2 separate regions of the Mus musculus genome follow, and region 1 is linked to region 2. The links are chromatin contacts, called in public HiChIP or PLAC-seq maps. All regions are on one chromosome and are shown on one strand. Each heading gives the region's core, a stretch centred on a gene start, on an enhancer-like site or on the middle of the called end of the contact. The rest is flanking DNA. Distances are from core to core; before and after follow the strand shown.

The links. HiChIP or PLAC-seq counts read pairs in DNA pulled down with a chosen protein or histone mark.
Region 1: an H3K27ac HiChIP or PLAC-seq map of the NIH/3T3 cell line shows a contact between it and region 2, with 3 times the contacts expected there. The contact joins two enhancer-like sites. A contact is called at or near these places in 2 of 484 Hi-C or Micro-C datasets (cortical neurons and nephron progenitors), 2 of 115 datasets of contacts at active chromatin or transcription factors (the NIH/3T3 cell line and pancreatic cancer cells) and 1 of 9 other capture datasets (adipose tissue).

The regions. Positions count from the first base shown.
Region 1 is chr10:68,155,013-68,157,712 of GRCm38.p6, forward strand. All of the region lies in intron 4 of Arid5b (AT rich interactive domain 5B (MRF1-like)), which reads right to left. It overlaps Gm51770 (a long non-coding RNA gene), which reads left to right. Exons shown (of 3, transcript XR_003948901.1): 1 at 1-1,121. Among named protein-coding and RNA genes, the nearest start is that of Gm51770, 5.3 kb to the left of the region's middle. Within about 2 kb of position 1,394, at least 72 of the 459 cell types and tissues checked have an H3K27ac peak or open chromatin away from gene starts, as enhancers often do. A contact at or near this core is called in the NIH/3T3 cell line and pancreatic cancer cells, where this site is marked.
Region 2 is chr10:67,898,089-67,900,788 of GRCm38.p6, forward strand. All of the region lies in intron 2 of Zfp365 (zinc finger protein 365), which reads right to left. Among named protein-coding and RNA genes, the nearest start is that of Zfp365, 13 kb to the right of the region's middle. Within about 2 kb of position 1,438, at least 72 of the 459 cell types and tissues checked have an H3K27ac peak or open chromatin away from gene starts, as enhancers often do. A contact at or near this core is called in the NIH/3T3 cell line and pancreatic cancer cells, where this site is marked.

The DNA.
Region 1 (2,700 bases), core at 144-2,643, 260 kb after region 2:
CTCGCCCTCTCTGTCCATGCCAAACATGGGAGGCGTTGTAATCCTCTGTAGGTGTCGGATGTTAGGCACTTCGCCATCTAAGTCCTCTTGTAGTATACTCGGTAGCTGGGTATTGCCAATTGCTATGGTTAATAATGCTAAAGAGGAGGAACCCGAGACACAGACACTAGGAGCAAGAGGCAACGGTCAGTGAACCCACCTCAGACCCACAAGCAGTCGTCAGTTACTGCCTTGGCTCTGCCATCTTCCTCTTTATTCTTTTCTGGCTTTGAGACAAGGTTTTGCTAGGTCCCTAGCCAGCCTGGAACGTGCCTCAAACTTGAAGTGATCCTCCTGCCTCTACCTCACAAAAGCTGGGATTAAAGGTATGTATGCGTCTTCTTCAGCTCTCGCTCTGTGCTTCTTCACTCTACACAGCAGCCTGGCTTGATATGCAAGCAAGCGGGGCCTTATTTAAAGCAGACCGCAAGGGCAACTGGCGTATACTTCCTATACAGTTCCTCTGTGAATTTAAGATAGATTAAGCTCAGTTTATTCACTGCTAGCTTGGATCAGTGAGCTACACGCAAAGGATATCAAGCATCCCAATATATCTCTAGTGAGATTGTGAGAGTTGTATAAAGGGACCAGTAAGGGTTCTTGGAGTGTCACAGAGACACTGACCTCATGGAGTCATAGGGGAAGAGATCTAGGAAGAGCGATGCTCCAATTAAAGTCTGCAGGAAGAAAGAAGTCACCACCAGTCTGGTGGGTCAGATGAGTGAGTTTCTTTTTTAGGAAGCATGCATGTACAGGTTCTAGCCTGATGGAGGACAACATACATTAAGATCTAAACAGAGGTCCCAACTTTCCAGGCTCTACAGAACCCAAGGGAGGCACCTCTGTCCTCTTACTGCAAGATAAACACATCAGCTAGTGAGGAGCCTCATATCACAGGCCTACAGAAGGGAGACTCAAGATGACAGATAAGGGATGGAGCAAGATGTAGCTTGGTGTACAGCCTAGAAAAGTGGGGGACAGAAAGAAGAAGAAACTCAGCGTCCTGGCTACTCAGGTAGGAAAGGCTTCTTCTGGTTCCCAGTTTCAGAAGGACTGGAATCCCATCATCACTGTGGGAGCAGGTTAGTTCATGGGGACTGGGCTATATGATAGAAATTTTTACATTAGGACAGGTCAGCAAGCAGAGCGGAGAGCAAGACCTTCAGAGACCCACCCCCAGTGACCAATTTTTGCTCGCTAGGTTCCATCTCCCAAGGGCTCCATGACACTTGAAGAATAGCGCCACCATGTGGGAACAATTAATCCAAGCATGAATCTCTGGGGCTGGGGGGTGGGAGGCGGCATTTCAGATTTAAAACATAACACACTGACTCTGATCCTTTTTGCTTCTGTACTGCAGATACTAACCCTGGCTGCCAATTCTGCCAAGAGTCTCCTTCCCCCTGTGCCTTGTCAGGGTGACACAACCCCTCATTTGTATGCGTCATCATAGATGATAAAAAGCTCACAATTATTTCTTTCATTCCCCCTAGCCCACATTCAGCGTCTTCTGCCAAAGGAAGTTGCTGATTTTAATATATGGTTCTTCATTTATTCATTTTCAGGCGGCAAACAATTTTTAATTAGCCTGGTCTTTATTAAGGATGTGGAACAGGTTATTAGCTAGGTGCATCTTTGGGTCTTTAAGAAGAGTGAAAAAGACATCTTCAATTTGTGTGTGATGTTCTGGGGTTTAATTGATATTAGTCAACAGATCTAGAGCAAATCTCCCCAAGTCCCATTTTTAAACCCTGACTCAACTGACATTCCCACACGGCTAAGAGGAGAGTGGGATTAATATATTAGTCACTGGGTAAAATGTGCCAGGCCCTGTTACGTGAGTTCCAGTAAAATATGCAAGGGGAAAATAAAAAACAAAAGTTAAAACTATCTTCTCTGTCTGCCGAAGCTGACAGGAAGGATTCACTTTGCTCCGGGATGGTATTTATTCACAGTTCGCACTGTAATTTGCAAGTCCCCACCCTGGAATGCGAGCTCCTGGAAGTAGCACGGGGTTGTGTTCTTTATTGTACTACGGCCCGCTGGTTCATTTCCTTATGTAGGATTCCACACAAGGACATAGCTGATAACCCATAAATCTCAATTGGATTATGTGTGAGTGGACAGACAAACTGACCTTGTCACCTGTATTGACTCACAAGTCATATGCTCAATTCGTGAGGGAGAGGAAAGCCTTGGGCCACTCTCTTTGGTGTTCTGCCTGGCCAGGTGGTCCATAGGCTCAGTTGGGGGATGGAGGAAAGACGCAGCAAGAGGTAAATGAGCCAGCTAGCGTCTATACCTCTCTAAAGTCCTGAGAAGGAAGTCCGTTAGGGGCCTTATTAGGCAGCCAACTTGTTGCTTCTCAGCTGTTTTTTTCCCAAGGAGCACGGGAGAATTTACAAGGCCAGCACCATCTATGCAAATTCACATCTTGGGCTCCTATTTAATGAAAGCCATTTTGGAATATGTTCATCAACTATCTTCGAAAAATGTTTCCAATTTGCCATTTAAATGCAAATAAGCTTCCCATGGACTTTAGCTCTGATGGCCCCTGGGGGTCAGCCTGCATGAGTTGGCTTGTTTCCTTAGACACAGACAACTTCAGGGCTTTGTGTAAATACGGGAGCTGTGGTGTGGCTCCTCCGTTTCGTAGCATGT
Region 2 (2,700 bases), core at 188-2,687:
GAGAGCCACATCTTTATCTCCCTAAGGAATGGTAGGGGATTTCTGGGTAGGGAAATCTAAAGGTTAGAGCTGAGGCTGTAACTCAGTTGGTAGACTGCTGTCCTGGCATGTGAGAAGCCTTGGGTTTGATCCCTAGAACCGTATACAGTTGAGCATGGCCTGTTAAGCTCAACACTTGGGAGGTGGAGGTTTCCAAGTTCAAGGTCATCCTTGACTACCTAGTGAGTTCAGGGACGGCCTGGACTACGTGAGACTCTGCCTCAACACCAAAACACCAAAACGCAGGAAGTTAACCACAATGTATTTATAACTTCTGTAGCAATTATACTCTAAACCATAAAACACTTGCTCAAGGCACCCAGCGCACAATGGCTCTCCATATAAGAGAACAAAATACTCATGATGTGGCTTCAGAACCCACACATATACGCATTTAGAAACTACCAGTTGTTGTTAAGGTTTGGCCTGGTGTCACCTGCTGCCGTCCGTGAAGGAGATTCAGACACTCCTTAGCCATCTCACTGGGTCTCTGTGTGACCCCATATTTCTTTCATCTAATTCCCCGCCCCCCAAACAGTAAATTTGTGCTCCACTGAATATAGAGCTACTGAAGCTTGGCTGGGCTCTGGGAAGCTGCCGGTTGGAGGTGCTCCGAGGGTGGGTGAGCAGACTCACTGAGTAAGAGAGCTGGCAGCATGAGCCTGCAACTTGAGTTTGGTCTCCACAACCAACAAAAAATAGGAGACTACCAGCTCCTGAAAATTGTCCTTTGACCTCCACTCCGCCCAGCCACACCCACCCACACAGGCAACAACAATGAATAAAAAATTTACAAGTAAACCATACCTGTGAAACTTTTTAGAAACAATGTCCCTCTTCCCACTAAATTGTTCTGAGGGAGATACTTTTCCTAAAATCTGTGGTTTGGGCTAGCAGTTAGGACGTTTTGTGTGGTGGCTAAGGCAGACATTATAAGCAGTAGAGCCCGAAATATCCAATGTCAAGGCTTATGACTAAGAAGGAGCAGAACATGATGCAATCTTACAGGACAGTGAAACTCATTCATGGCTATAATTTAGGTTCTTGTCCTGCTGAGTCAGAACACTGTGTGACGCTTCCAAAGGCCAGACACAAAGATAAGGGCCAATCTTAGTGAAATTAAGCCAGGGTGTAGGGGGAATAAATCTCTTTAACTACTCCTAAGTCACTTCCTGTCCCATCTTTACCACTTACTCTTTAAGAAGAAGAGCAAAATAGAATTAAACCCAAGATTTTATGGAAAGTATGCCTATTAAAAGTAACATTTGACTCTAAAAGGGGGGAAATGCCAGGCACGGTGTAAGAATTTGACATTGAAGCTTCATCACTATGCAGAGTGATCTGCAGCCCTGAGACACTGATTCATCCCCAGGACTCAAAGGCATTTTGAAATTAACACAGCCAAAGGAGGCACAGAGGGGAAAGCCCTTTCTATAAGGCCAGAACTTTAGTGAGAAGAGAATATTTGCTTACTCATCTCTTTAGTCATTTATAGGACAGCCATAAACTCTGCAAGCTGAATATATTACTTTTATTATTGTATTTATTTATTTACTTGCGTGTGTGTGTGTGTGTGTGTGTGTGTGCATTCTCACAAACATGCATGTACATGCCAGAGTGAATATGTGAGGGTCACAGGACTGAATTCTCTCTTTCTACTATGTGGATTCTGGGGTTCAAACTCAGGTCTTCAGGCATGATAATAAATACCTTTAACTTGCCAACCCTTGGATCACCTCTTCCGAGATGAGTTAAAGGCAGCTAACCTTGGGGAAAAAAATCAAAATGCACTGTCATGTGATCATCACACCTAGAAGCTAATTTAGACAGTGGTAGGTGCAGGGAGGAGAAGGCTCAGGGGATAAAAACATCTTGGTGTGGTGGCCTCCAGGCTATAATCCCAGCACAGCGGAGGTAGAGTCAGACAGACAATCACTGGCATGCCATCCTAGCCTATTTGTGAGCCCAAGACCAGTGAAAGACTATCTTCAAAAGCAAGGTGGATGGCACCTGAAGAACTACATCCAAGGTTGACTTCTGGATTTCAGACACACACACACACACACATACACACACACACACACACACACACACACATACACACACACACAGACATACTAAACACACATCATGCACAAGCACCCACACACATGCACACACAGAGAAATTACACATGCACACATGCACACACAGACACACCACAAACACTCATGTACACACACAGGTGCACACACAGACATAATACACACGCATATACACACAAATACAGGCAGACACACCACACACACACAGGCCACACATGCACTTTCACGCACACATAAACTCAAGCACACATGCAAACATACATATTCACATACACATAGCATGGGTGAACAAACTGACAGAAGTGAACAATATATCATGTATGATATTCACAATTTGCATGCATTCGTTGAACATTATTAAGGAGCGACAACAGATGGCCCCTATCACCTATTCCAACTTGCTATAAAAGACCATTTCTTATCTTTCTGACTTCCTGCATCTTAGCACCCAGCCAGATTCACACCTGTGACAAGCTGATCTCTCAGCTAAAACCTCTCCCTGGTCCCCTGTCTTACTGCTATCTGTAACCTCAAGGTCTCCCTGCAGAAACCATTTCCACACCCCTAATTGTAGTGA